2 separate regions of the Mus musculus genome follow, and region 2 is linked to region 1. Evidence: chromatin contacts called from public Hi-C data. All regions are on one chromosome and are shown on one strand. Each heading gives the region's core, a stretch centred on a gene start, on an enhancer-like site or on the middle of the called end of the contact. The rest is flanking DNA. Distances are from core to core; before and after follow the strand shown. Region 1 holds the start of 1700016H13Rik (RIKEN cDNA 1700016H13 gene). Region 2 overlaps Ptpn13 (protein tyrosine phosphatase, non-receptor type 13).

Region 1 (7,268 bases), core at 4,723-7,222:
GGTGCAGCAACCTACAATTCTAGCCAATCTACAAATGAGATTGTGAACAAGAACTATAAACTACAATGTCTGTCTGTCTGTCTGTCTGTCTTTATTTACTTATTTGTGTGTTTATGTACTTATTTATTTATATATTTTGACACAGGGTCTCATTAGGACAGCCTAGCTGGCCTTGAACTTCTACGTAGACCAGGTTTGCCTCAAACTCACAGAGATCTGCCTGCTTCTGCCTCCCAAATGCTGGGTTAAAAGGTGTGCACCAACACACCCAACTACAACGTCTATTGTGGCTGACCAAATAATGTCGCAAGCTGGATTACAGTAGTGTACACTTATAATCCCAAGGGCAGAGGGCACAACTGTAATCCTAGTACTTGGGAGGCAGAGGCAGGAAGACAGAGTTTGAAGACAGCCTAGACTGTACAGTACGATCCAGAGCAGCCCAGTGCACGTTGTAGAACCCTGTCTCAAGGCACAACAAAAGGATGGGGCTGGAGAAATAGATCAATGGTTAAGAGCTCTTGTTGCTCTTTTAGACAATCCAGGTTGAATTCCTAGCACCCACAAGGCAACTCACAACCATCTGTAGCTCCAGTTTCAGGGGCTCCAACAGGCACACAAGCAAAACATTCGTATACATAATGTAAAATAAATAAACATAAAATGAAATAACAACAAACAGTTGTTTGGAAATGGTGAAAGTGTTCAGTGGGTAAAGGTACTTGCTGCTAAGCCTGACCACCTGCAATTCACCCCCCACCCAGGACCTAAGAAGTCATCACTTCCTAAAAACTGGTCTCTGACCTCCACTTATACACACAGGCATACACATACAAATATATGTAAGTAGATAAATATCTGATTTTTTAAGCAAAAAATAGATGTGTTCAAGGATGTAAGAGATAGATGATAGGTAGATAAATGGAGATAGATGATAGATAGATACATAGATAGATAAATACATAGATATATAGATAGATACATACATAGATACATGCATAGATACACACATAGATACATAGATACATAAATATATAGATACATAGATGACAAATAGATAGATGATAGGTAGATAGATGCTTGCTAGATAGATAGATACATAGATATACATAGATACATAGATAGATTAGATAGAGGATAGATAGATAGATAGATAGATAGATAGATAGATAGATAGATAGATGGAGAGGTGGATATATATATATATACATACATACATGGATGGAGAGATAGAGATGGAGAGATGGAGAGATAGATACATACATACATACATGGATGGAGAGAGAGATGGAGAGATGGAGAGATAGATACATACATACATACATGGATGGAGAGATAGAGATGGAGAGATAGATACATAGATATATACATACATACATACATACATACATACATGGATGGATGGAGAGATGAAGAGAGAGAGAGATACATAGATACATAGATAGATGATAGAGTATATTCACAAAAGTAAGAAAGGGGCCAGAGAGATGTTTACTGGTAAACAGCAATGGCTCTTGCTGAGGACCAGGATTCAGTTCTCAACGCCCACACAATGGTTCACAACCATCTGTAACATCAGTTCCAGGGAATCCACTGCCCCCTCTGACCTCTGAAGGCACTGCATGCACATGGCACACAGACATGCAGGCAAAATACTTACACACAAAAAAATAAACCTTGGGGCTGGAGAGATGGCTCAGTGGTTAAGAGCCCCGACTGCTCTTCCAGCGGTCCTGAGTTCAATTCCCAGCAACCACATGGTGGCTCACAACCATCTGCAATGGAATCTGATGCCCTCTTCTGGTGTGTCTGAAGACAGTGACATTGCACTCACACATAAAATAATAAAATCTTTAAAAAAACAAAAACCTAAAGATGGTAAAACAGAGCATCATCACACGGAGCAGGTGTGTGGCTCATACAAAGGCTGTGGTGTATAATCTTGAGAAATAAATAAGTCCACATTGAAAGTGATTTCTATATACTTAAACTTTGCTTAATTCCGAAGGATAATTTTCAGCTACATGTTTGTCATCTGTAGTCCTTAACACTTCAGCCTCATTTGCTTTAGACTGAATAGGGGGGATGATCTGATATAAATATTATCCCAATGGGCTGGTCCGATGGCTCAGGGGATAAGAGCACTGACTGCTCTTCCGAAGGTCCTGAATTCAAATCCCAGCAACCACATGGTGGCTCATAACCACCCATAATAAGATCTGATACCCTCTGCTGGTACATCTGAAGTCAGCTACAGTGCACTTATGTATAATAATAAATAAATCTTTAGGCCAGAGCAAACAGACTGAGTGAGCAGAGTTGACCAGAGAGAGTGGGGTTGACTAGAGCAAGCAGAGGTCCTAAAAATTTAATTCCCAACAACCAGATGAAGGCTCACAACCATCTGTACAGCTACACTGTACTCACACACATAAAATAAATAAATAAATACATACATACATACATCTTAGAAAAGAACATTCTCATTTAAAAAAAAAAAGTTATCCCAAGTTTCCTCTTCCAGTTTCACTGATACTTCATACAACTTTAGGACATGGCTTACTGGTATAAAATTATTATAAAAGCAGTTTTTAAGGTCACAAAGATGTATTTATAAAAATAGTCTGTTTCAAAAAAACAGACTTTGAGATGGCTCAGCCCATAATAGTGCCTGCCAGCAAGATTGATAACCAAGGCTTAGTCCAGAGGATCCCTGGTGGATGGAAGGAACCAGCTCCAAAAGCTGTCTTCTGACCTCCAACATATATGTGCTTAGTATGTGAACACACACACAGAAAGAGAGAAAGAGAGAGAGAGAGAGAGAGAGAGAGAGAGAGAGAGAGAGAGAGGAATATTTTTAAATGAAAGTTATTAAAAGCACAGAAATCATCTCAAAGTCTATTAAGAAAGACACACCTAAGGGTCTGGAGTTATAGCTCAGCTACTAGACTGTTTACCAAGCAAGCATGGGGGCCCAGATTTGATTCCCAGCACCGCACAAAAACAGTATTTCCTATTTTTTTCTTTTATACAATGTCTATACTGTGTTGGTGGGTTTTCTGCGGGTTCGGGGTGTTTTATGACTAATGTATTTATTTTTACTTAACTGCATAGGCAAGTCTTCGATTTATAATCTTCCTGCCTCAGTCTCCCAAGTGGCTGGGTTTACAGACCTGTGCCACCTGATCTATAATTGAAGTGATATTTATTAGAATGGTACTGCCTGTAGTCCGAGGTCTAAACCACACCTAACTAGCAAACCTGAACCGAGTGTAATGAATCATAATCTTGTGCAGCCCGTTAAGGATCCACACTGACATCTTAGAACACTGAAAAGAAAACTTTGCTCGCCTCATGATGGTAAATGCCATAAACCAAACAGAGGGATTAAAAGGTAAAAGCCAAGCATGGTTGTGCATGCCTTTTAGTCCCCACATCTGGGAGACAGAAGTTAAAAAACAGCCTGGCCTGCATGGCCAGTTCATGAAGGCCAGCTAAGGTTACACAGATAAGATCCTGTATCAAAAGAAGAGGAGGAGGAGGAAAGAGAGGAAGAAGCAGGAGAAGGAGGAGGAGGAAAGAGAGGAAGAAGCAGGAGAAGGAAGAGGAGGAGGAGGAAACAATTTTTAGGTACCACAGAGTGCAACTTCTGCACAGCAGTGCTTCCATTATGTGCTCTCTGTATTCCACGAAACCAGCAGGTCTTAGACGCGCATTGTTTCAGTGGCTCACCCCACCCAACAGACAGACGTGCATTGTGTCACAGATGTAGGCATTAAAGCTAAGACACAGTGTGCAGAGATGCCAGGCTTGGAGCTCAGGGTTTCAGACTGGAATGCCCACGTTGTTATACACAGCCTGCCCAAGAGGACAGGAAGCTAAACTGGCCCTTTGTACCAGCCAAAAACGTGCATCTTAAAAACACAGGCACTGTTAGTACATTTGTACACTATAACTGGGTTTTAAGATGGCAGTAGTAAAGGTGTTTTTGAATGACTGAAACTAAAGAAAAATGATACACAGATAATAAATATGTATGTGTATATATAGACACATATCCACACACATATATACAAATGAACCCATTATTTTAGATGCTAACCTAAAACAATACTTTTAGAATGTCTTTAAACAAGGTGACACAGTGCCTCCCAGAACGTAAGCATATGCCTTTGGTTTGATCAACTTAGAAACCTCTCTTTTCTCATTTCAAAGGCTTGCTTCGGTGTGAAGTCTTGCTAGAATTGTCTATTGGCTTTAACTGTCCACTTGACACAGCCAGGAGTGGCCTAAGAAGGGATACTCAACTGAGGGATTTCTCAGATCACAAGGCCTCTGGCCATATCATCTGTGGGGAATGGGGCCCAGCCCGCTGCAGGCTGTGCCACTACCTGGAAGGTGATCTGGGATAAGGCTAGCTGAGCGTAAGCCTGTGAGCTTGCCAGCTAGCAGCGTTTCTCCGTGGTTTCTGCTTCAAGCTTCTGCCCTGCTTTCCTTCAGTGATGACGTGTAATCTAAAAGCATCCTGGAAATGAAGCTGACTAAATCCTTCCCTCCCCTGAGTGCACATTTTAACTTTTCAGATTATTTTATGTAGGTGTTTTGCTTGCATATATGTCTATTTCACGCATGCTTTGTGCCCATTTGGTCCAGAAGGGGGCGACAGATCTAATAAAACCGGAGTTAGGGACGGTTGTGAGCCACCTTGTGGGAGGTTGCAGGAAACCAATCTCAGGTCCTTTGCAAGAGCTCTTAATCCATGAGCTTCGTCTCTAACCCCTGTTCATATATTCTTACAAAAGTACCATTCAGGAAGCTGGAAAGATGGATCACCCATTAAGAGCACAAACAGCTTTTGCAAATAGGACCTAGGTTTGGTTGCCAGCATCTACAGAGAGACGCTGTAACACCTGTAACTTCAATACCAGCGGATCCGACACAGTCTTTTGGTCTTCATGGGCACCTGCTCAAATGCAGTGTGAATACAGAGGCAGGTACAAACAAAATAAAAATAATTTTCAACTAGTCTTTTTAAGACAAAATCTAGATCCATTCAAGTGCTTCCATATACTCCAGTAACAATGCGAACAGAAGTGCCCAGCCCCTGTTGCAAGCTCCAGCCATGGTAATGTGTGTGTGTGTGTGTATGTGTGTGTATGTGTGTACTTACACTTTATAACAGCTGCCCTTCAAAATGGTTTGTACTGTGTTCCTTCTTGGCAAGCCATACGCCATGACAAATGATCACAGTGGTTTCCTTACATAGGAGCCTGATGTAACATCTGCACCGCTGTTTGCACTTTGCCTGAAAGAACAGCGACAGGCCTAATTAACAGCTCTCATTTGAATAGTTTTATGGCCAAATAATCAAAGGCTAGGAGAAAGCATTTAGGGCTGTCAAGAATCATAAACATTCACTGGACCTGAACCATGAACATACGAGCTAGTTCTGTTCATTTCCAGGAAGTCGCTCAATCAGTTCAGTAAGAGTCTAAGGTGAGGGAAAGCCAGGCGAGGGTCATCCGGAGCAAGACTGCAGTTGGTAACCCCCACCCCACCCCCCCCCACCCCCCACCCCCCCCACCCCCGCACCCAGGCACGGTAGGCGGTCATTGAGTACTCCTGAGTCCCGTCGCCTGGTCTCGTAGCTGCGCGCCCTAGTGGTTGTGGTGGGGACAACGACCCAGCCTCACCGGCATGGAACCCCAGGGGTGCGCTGGCTACCTAAGGGCACGGCCCTTTCCTGCTCTCAGTTCCAGACAGAACCGGCTAGGGCGCGGTAGCGAGTGCCGGCCTCGCCCTTCCAGCCCGTGCTGCTCCCGGAACCCCTGTACCCCACAGGTCAGCCGCACCCTGGCCGCGCCCCCGACCCAGGGCAGCTCGCGCTAGGTGCACATGGCCGCGCACTCGCAGCGGCCCAGCCGCCGACTTGCGCCGGCTTGCTTGCTCGTGCTCCTGCTTGCTGGTGCGCCTGATTGCTCAGGTGCGGGGCTCATCAGGCGCTCACCCGGCGCCTACCCTGCGTCACCCGGTGCCTCAATAAAGGGCTTTGTGTGCGCGCGGGGCGCAGATCCAGCCTGCCTAATGGGAGTCACTTCGCCCCAGTGGGTGACAGTCATTGTCCCACGCCCACTCTCGAGGATCCAGCGACAGCTCCGTGTTCCTGTTCATGTAGGCACCTCTTAGGGTCCCAAGCAAACCGTGGCACTATGCGGGAGGGTTTTGCTAGAGTTGTCCCTTGCTAACACCAGGACATTCCCTGTGTCCCTCCGTCGAGCCTAAATGACGTCATAAAGCAAAGAGGCTATCATATGTGTATGTTTCACGGGTTATGAGAACTAAAGACTAGGCCTGAGAGCTTCTAGCCCGAGGTAAGGGTTATATCATTGTGAGTTTAGTATCAACGCTATGAAACAGAGGGTTCTGTTGAGAGGGAAGGAATGAAACTCCTCCATTTATAGTGAATTCAGGGCGAGCTTTTAAGGTTAAATACTCTGATCCCTCTACCTGTCGCTGTTCTTTTCTGTTTTTGTTGAAACAGTCCAGACTGGCCTAGAACCACTATGTAGCCCAGGCTTGCTTCAGACTTGCAGCAAATCTATTTCAGCTTCCCAAGTGCTAGGCTGGAGCTACAGGAAAGTACCATCCGCCCTGCCTAGCAAATTCTCCTAGCGCAAAGAATGAACACACACACGCACACACACACACACACACACACACACACACACACACACACACACACACACACACACGCAGAGCAGGATAGTGATCTATCACTGAGCCTAGAATGTCCCGGAAAACATGTCCGGGCTTCCTCCATTTTCCAAAAGAAAAAGAAAAAATAAAAGTTGTGGGAAGTTACGGGACGAGCTGCATGATGGGATGTCCGCCAGCAACTGCGGAGCTGGCTTATCTGTAGAAGGTACTTCTGTGCCTACAAGAAACTAGAATGTATAGAAGCCCGATTCATTGTGTCTGTAGTCCAAATGGGGAATGTCTGTGCCACAGGGGTGAAGCCCCCCACCATGGATTATGTGACCAGTGTAGGAGAGTTCAGCCCGATTTGATTTCAGTTAGCATAGATGGAGACTGCAATGTGCCCACCAGCCTTAGTTTGGTTCCAAGCACCCGTGTGGTGGCTCACAGCCATCAACAACTCAGACTCCTGGGTGTGCAGCACCCTCTTCTGAACTCCGAAGGCACCAGGCATGCATGGAGTGCACATACATACACAGTCTTGACTGAAACTCCATAGAGACCCAAAGCTA
Region 2 (6,450 bases), core at 1,834-4,333, 86 kb before region 1:
ATAGAGTTGGCAGATTTAGAGCGCAGGTTGTCTATTTACCAAAAATAACAGTAGTAGCTTGATGCCTGGAGCCTGTGAACACTCCAGCAATGTGTTCCTGGCCTGAGTTACAGTACTGGGCCTGCATCTCCTATTGCATGGACCCTAAATCCAATCAGAAAGCAAATGGCTGCTCCCATAATATTTGTCCCACTATCGTACCATAGTGTTTCTTGCCTTGCCAGTCACTGTTAGAACTTACAGAGTTCACAGTTGGGTTAGACTGCTGATGTCTTTTAACCTAGCACCCTGCCCAGCACCTTCCAGCTCTGTGAAAGCTAGCCAGCAGGGAGGAAACTCCTGGGCAATAACAACCTGGTTTTTCCATGCCCTGTGTCTAAGGTATGTGGTGTCTTCAGCAGTTGATCTTACCATTAAGTCCTGGAGGACAACCAAGAGCCATGGCAATAGCTTGTTGTTTGGGGGGTCTCTGGGACATGCATGACCAGCAGCCAACTCATTGGGGAAGTACCCCACCCTTGGCACTGATATCCTCTATAATTCCAATTAAAACTCTTCCTCATGAGAGAAAAAAAAACATACACATAAGAACTTCATAAAACAGTAGATTTCCATATGACTTTATTAACATCCTTGATGTTAGTGAGCGCTCTCAACCCTTTCAACCCTACCCTGCCATCCCTGTTCCCAGTTTAACCCACATGTATTCATTTTATTACAGCCTGCAAATCAAGCTTAGGAAACAATTTCAAGAATAAAATCTTTTGAGTTTGTTGCACGTCTTAGTTAGTGAAGCTGTGATCTTCAAGCATCCAGGCACTTCATTCATATTTTTACAAAAGCAGCAACAAACAAAAACTTCCTTTTGTATCTCCTGGTTTCTGTCTTGGTTGTTTAAAAACGTGAAGGATTTTTCTAAACCGTCCCCCCACCGCCCAAGTCTTTGTCCACGTGTCACCACTTGGCTGCCTTGTTTCTCCTGGCTATGCCCTGCTCGCTCTGGAGAGCCCTGCCCGGCGTGTGTGAGGCTCTTGATACAGTCCTGGCTCTTCCAGATAGGAAAAAAGTCTTATAAGATGAAGGAGAATGAAGAGGGGGAGTAAGCATAGAGGGAAAGACTGGAGACAACCATTAACTTTATACTTCATATGTTATATGCTTGGAAATAAAGGAGCTTCCTGTCTAGAGCTGAGACGACTTGGCCAAGTTAAGATTTGTGTTTCTTGTCTCTTAGCCAAGGGCAGCAATAATCATGTGTGTTTGTCTATAGGAGAAAGAGGACAACCTTATGTCAATTTGTGTTTTTTCTCTAGGAAGTAGAGCTTCTCATTACCCTGGTTAAATCAGAAAAAGGAAGTCTGGGCTTTACAGTAACCAAAGGCAGTCAGAGTATTGGTTGTTATGTCCATGATGTCATACAGGATCCAGCCAAAGGTGACGGAAGGCTAAAGGCTGGAGACCGGCTTATAAAGGTGAGACCCCCAAGGGGCTGGAGAGGCGGCTCAGCGCTTTAAGAGCACAGGCTGTTCTTCCAGAGGACCTGGGTTCAAAGTCCATCACCAACATGTTGGTTTACAACTGCCTGTAACTCCAGTTCCAGGGATTTCCAGTCCTGGCCTCTGCAGCTATCAGGCACACAGATGATACACAGACATAGATAATAGGCAAAACACTCAAATGCTCTATATAAAATAATAATTTTTTTAAAGTGAGACAATTAAGGGGAATGGAGACATTTTTACAAATGTGACTGGCTGTCTCAATCTATCTTTTATCAGTATCATGAAATACCTTACACAGGCTAACTAAAAACAAAAGAAGCTTAGTTATCTCACTGCATGGGAGCTTTGAAGACATAGCTCCAGCAGCTAGCCTGAGTGAAGGCATCACCTGGATGAGAGGAAGAGATCCCACCTCAGGAGGATGCCAGAGAGTCCGGGGTCCTGCTGCTCCTCCTGCAGGTGCACCTCCGGTCTAGTCACGCGGAGGACCTAGCCTCTTAACACGAGAGCCACATCCAGACTGTAGCCATGAGCAAAACCAAGTCAGCACTGGGGAAGGTGCTAAGTTATGACAGTTTCTCTGGTTTATGTTTTCTCCCCCACCACTTAAAAATTAAAGGCAGAGTGCACACACCTGAAGTCTCAGCGCTTGGCGGGTAGAGGCAGTCAGGTCAGGAATACAAGATCACTCTCGACTAAGTTGCAAGCTCAGCATGAGACCCTGTCTCTTAAGTGGGTGGTGGGGACTAGGTGTGTCGCTCAGTTGATAGTGCATGTGTAGCTTGCACAGAGCCCTGGACTCAAGCCGCAGCACTACAGAGAACTAACACAGTGCCACCCACCTATAATCCCAGCACGAGGGATGTGAAGGCAGGGAGGGGGTCAGACCATTCTGCGCTACAGCCTTTATATACATATATACATAGGTTCTTGGGAATTGCTGCAGGCTGCTGCTTAAACTGAAAGTCCTTTTGATCTCAGGTCCATGAGACAGCCAGTTTCTTACATTCTGGAGGACAATGAAGTATGCACTTACTTGTAAGCGACTTTATATTCATAATGGCTTGACCATTGTCTCTCTAATCTCTGCAGGCAAAGAGATTCTAATAAATTAGAGACTGCATCACCATAAATCTCTTACTGGCTGATAAAGACTATAATTATGTTTCCTGTTCCAAAAACCAAACCTTAGCTTACCTCTCTCTCCTTCTGTAGGTTAATGATACAGACGTTACAAACATGACCCACACAGATGCAGTGAATCTGCTGCGAGCCGCACCCAAAACAGTCAGATTAGTTCTTGGGCGGATTCTGGAGTTACCCAGGATGCCAGTATTTCCCCATCTGCTGCCCGACATTACAGTCACATGCCACGGAGAGGAGTTAGGTAAGGAAAGCACAAGCTTTGCTCAGGACGGCCTCCATGCGTCATTAAAAGCAAGACTCCTGTGACTGAGAAATAATTGTTTTCTGTTCTTTGAAGGATTTTCCCTGTCTGGAGGTCAAGGCAGTCCACATGGAGTGGTGTATATTAGTGATATCAACCCAAGGTCAGCTGCAGCTGTTGACGGTAGTCTCCAGCTATTAGACATCATCCATTATGTGAACGGAGTCAGCACACAAGGAATGACCTTGGAAGATGCAAACAGGGCATTGGACCTGTCACTTCCTTCAGTGGTGCTGAAAGTAACAAGGTAGGAACTAGGCAGTAAGTCTACAGCCTTGGGTATATGTATGCATGCATAAAGCACTGGGCAGTAGTCTACAGCCTGGGTGTGTGTATGCACAAGGTACTGGGCAGTAGTCTACAGCCTGGGTGTGTGTGTGCACAAGGTGCTGGGCAGTACTCTACAGCCTTGGGTGTGTGTGTGCATAAGGTACTGGGCAGTACTCTACAGCCTTGGGTGTGTGTGCACAAGGTACTGGCAGTAGTCTACAGCCTTGGGTGTGTGTGCACAAGGTACTGGGCAGTAGTCTACAGCCTGGGTGTGTGTATGCATAAAGCACTGGGCAGTAGTCTACAGCCTGGATGTGTGTATGCACAAGGTACTGGGCAGTAATCTACAGCCTTGGGTGTGTGTATGCATAAGGCACTAGGCAGTAGTCTACAGCCTTGTGTGTGTGTATGCACAAGGTACTGGGCAGTAGTCTACAGCCTTGGGTGTGTGTGCACAAGGTACTGGGCAGTAGTCTACAGCCTTGGGTGTGTGTGCACAAGGTACTGGGCAGTAGTCTACAGCCTGGGTGTGTGTATGCATAAAGCACTGGGCAGTAGTCTACAGCCTGGATGTGTGTATGCACAAGGTACTGGGCAGTAATCTACAGCCTTGGGTGTGTGTATGCATAAGGCACTAGGCAGTAGTCTACAGCCTTGGGTGTGTGTATGCATAAGGTACTGGGCAGTAGTCTACAGCCTTGGGTGTGTGTGCACAAGGTACTGGGCAGTAGTCTACAGCCTTGGGTGTGTGTATGCACAAGGTACTGGGCAGTAGTCTACAGCCTTGGGTGTGTGTATGCACAAGGTACTGGGCAGTAGTCTACAGCCTTGGGTGTGTGTATGGATAAGGTACTGGGCAGTAGTCTATAGCCTTGGGTATATGCATGCACAAGGTACTGGGCGTTAGTCTACAGCCTTATAGTTGTGTATGTCTGCATGCACAAGATACTGGACAGTCATTTACAGCCTTTTGGGTCTGTAAGCATACAGTTCAGTCATTGGTTGTGCTTGTACCCTCATACAGGCATTACAGAATTACTAATTCACAGCCAATAAAAGAGTAACAGTAGAAGAGAGTTCCATATAGAGTCTAAGAAGGGAAACAGCTAAGCAGGGAAATGCTTCAGTGTGACTCCAATTAATAGGCAGTTAGTACATATCAAGTACATTGCAAGGACCAGAAACATACCTCAGTTCTGTTTGGCCAAGAAAGGGAGTTTATTGGTTTGTGTAAGTCATCTGGTTCCTCTTGCTCTTTGCCATTATTTCTGGTGTATCGGTTTTCTCTATGGCGACCAGATGATTGCTCCAGCTGTTCTTCTCACATGCCTCCATCTAGAGCCATTTTCAAGCGGGGATCCCACAGTCACCACTGTTGTGCCCAGGCCTACAATATGGCCAATCTGTGAACTGCAGCAGAAGATAGAAATAAACCAGGTGGCTTTGGGTGGCCACGCCTCATTCCCAGAACCTGGGTGGAATCAGCCCTCTTAGCACTATTGCATACGCCAGCAAGATTTTGCTGACATGACCCTGATATAGCTGTCTCCTGTGAGGCTACGCCAGTGCCTGACAAACACAGAAGTGGATGCTCACAGTCAGCTATTGGATGGAACACAGGGCCCCCAATGGAGGAGCTACAGAAAATACCCAAGGAGCTACAGGGGTCTGCAACCCTATAGGAGGAACAACAATATGAACTAACCAGTGCTCCCCAGAGCTATGTCTCTAGCTGCATATGTAGCATAAGATGACCTAGTCGGCCATCATTGGGAGGAGAGGCCCTTGGACTTGCGAAGATCATATGCCCCAGTACAGGGGAATGCCAGGGCCAGGAAGCAGGAGTGGGTGGGTTCGGGAGCAGGGCACGGGGAGTGTATAGGGAACTTTCAGGATAGCATTTGAAATGTAAATGAAGAAAATACCTAATTAAAAATAATTTTAAAAAAAGGAAGAACTTGCATCAACTGGTGAAGCACAGCCGAGCCACACCCACAGCATCAAATGCTGACAGCAGCTTCCTTCACTTGTACAGGGCAACTGTTAGAACACATGGGTATTGATTTCCCATGGCTCCTCTGTCAAATTACAGTAAACAACACAAGATTATCATCTCTGCAGTTTTGGAGGTCAGAAATATGAATGGCTCTCACTGGGATGGTCAGGGTTTCAGTGGGATCATGTTCCTTCTGTAGGTTACGAGAAGAATCCAGTGTCTTGTATTCACCACTTTCCCTGGCTTCTTGCCCACCCATGTTTAAAGCAGCACCTGCCATACTTTACTTTTGTTGCTCGGCCTCTGTCTCTAACTTTGGCTTTCCTGCCTCATCCTTGATCTGCTAAGGTTCCAGCAGTGACAACAGGGTCCTAATAGTCCAAGTTACGTTCCTGTTTCTCATGCTCTGTAAAGCGACGTCTTCATGGTTCTCAGAACTCCAGGCATCTTTGGAAAGCACATTAATGTTCCTAAGTGGGCAGAGCACTAGGCAGATGTGCTGGACTGAAACCTGAAGAAAGATGACGCAGAGAGGTTCATTCTCAGAGTGGAGAGAAGTTCAGGGGTTGGGGCCTTCAGACCAGCCTCCGGCTCTGTCACTAACAGTAGTAGTACTAAGGACTCGGCGCTTGCCGAGTGTGGTTTACACGCCCATAATTCCTGTACTTGCAACCAAAAGCAAGAAGATCGGTGGTTCACACAACCTCGCTACAGAACAGGGCTAAGGCCAGCCCGGACCGAGTAGAGGAAAATGGAGAAGGGAAAAGAAGAGAAAAAAAAATCCTTAATTTTCTTCTCTCTTTTTTTTTCAACCTTTGTGAGGAGAGGTTGGGAGCTGTGTGTCTGACCCTCACGTGGCTGTAGGTCACCCTCACTGCATTGTGTTTGAGAGGCGGCTTCTTGTCAGGCCAGCCTGTGAGGTTCCAAGATTGTTGGATCGTCCTGCGTCCGCCCTCCATCTCACTGTGGGGGCTGGGGACACAGACACACACATGAAGAGGTTCATTAAATCCTGTCCACACTTTTGTGAGGTGCCAGGACTCAGCCCATGTAAAGTGAAGCTTCAGGAATGACTAGAACATGGTCCAGAGGGTGTTTAAGCTATTTGAAACCTTTGTAATTGTTTTGTTTCTCCTTTGTAATTCCTTTGTCTGTTGTGCAGAGACGGTTGTCCAGTGGTGCCTACAACAAGAGCTGCCATTTCTGCGCCCAGGTTCACCAAAGCCAACGGTATG

The links. A called contact is a pair of places that touch in the nucleus more often than the background predicts.
Region 2: a contact with region 1 is called in a Hi-C map of Sertoli cells, with 3 times the contacts expected there. The contact joins the enhancer-like site here to the promoter of 1700016H13Rik in region 1. A contact is called at or near these places in 2 of 39 promoter capture datasets (the 3T3-L1 cell line and hippocampal neurons), 1 of 15 datasets of contacts at CTCF or cohesin (the NIH/3T3 cell line), 9 of 484 Hi-C or Micro-C datasets (the C2C12 cell line, MC3T3-E1-derived osteoblasts, Sertoli cells and 5 more), 3 of 115 datasets of contacts at active chromatin or transcription factors (bone marrow-derived macrophages, embryonic stem cells and pancreatic cancer cells) and 2 of 9 other capture datasets (adipose tissue and pancreatic islet).

Annotation. Positions count from the first base shown.
Region 1 is chr5:103,649,752-103,657,019 of GRCm38.p6, forward strand. It overlaps 1700016H13Rik (RIKEN cDNA 1700016H13 gene), which reads right to left and starts at 5,973. Exons shown (of 4, transcript NM_028824.1): 1 at 5,694-5,973; 2 at 5,171-5,305. The coding sequence starts at 5,235. It overlaps Gm42138 (a long non-coding RNA gene), which reads left to right and starts at 5,946. Exons shown (of 3, transcript XR_880498.2): 1 at 5,946-6,371.
Region 2 is chr5:103,566,713-103,573,162 of GRCm38.p6, forward strand. It overlaps Ptpn13 (protein tyrosine phosphatase, non-receptor type 13), which reads left to right. Exons shown (of 48, transcript NM_011204.2): 33 at 1,314-1,472; 34 at 2,718-2,889; 35 at 2,986-3,196; 36 at 6,378-6,445. Among named protein-coding and RNA genes, the nearest start is that of Slc10a6, 59 kb to the right of the region's middle. Within about 2 kb of position 3,084, at least 13 of the 459 cell types and tissues checked have an H3K27ac peak or open chromatin away from gene starts, as enhancers often do. A contact at or near this core is called in Sertoli cells, where this site is marked.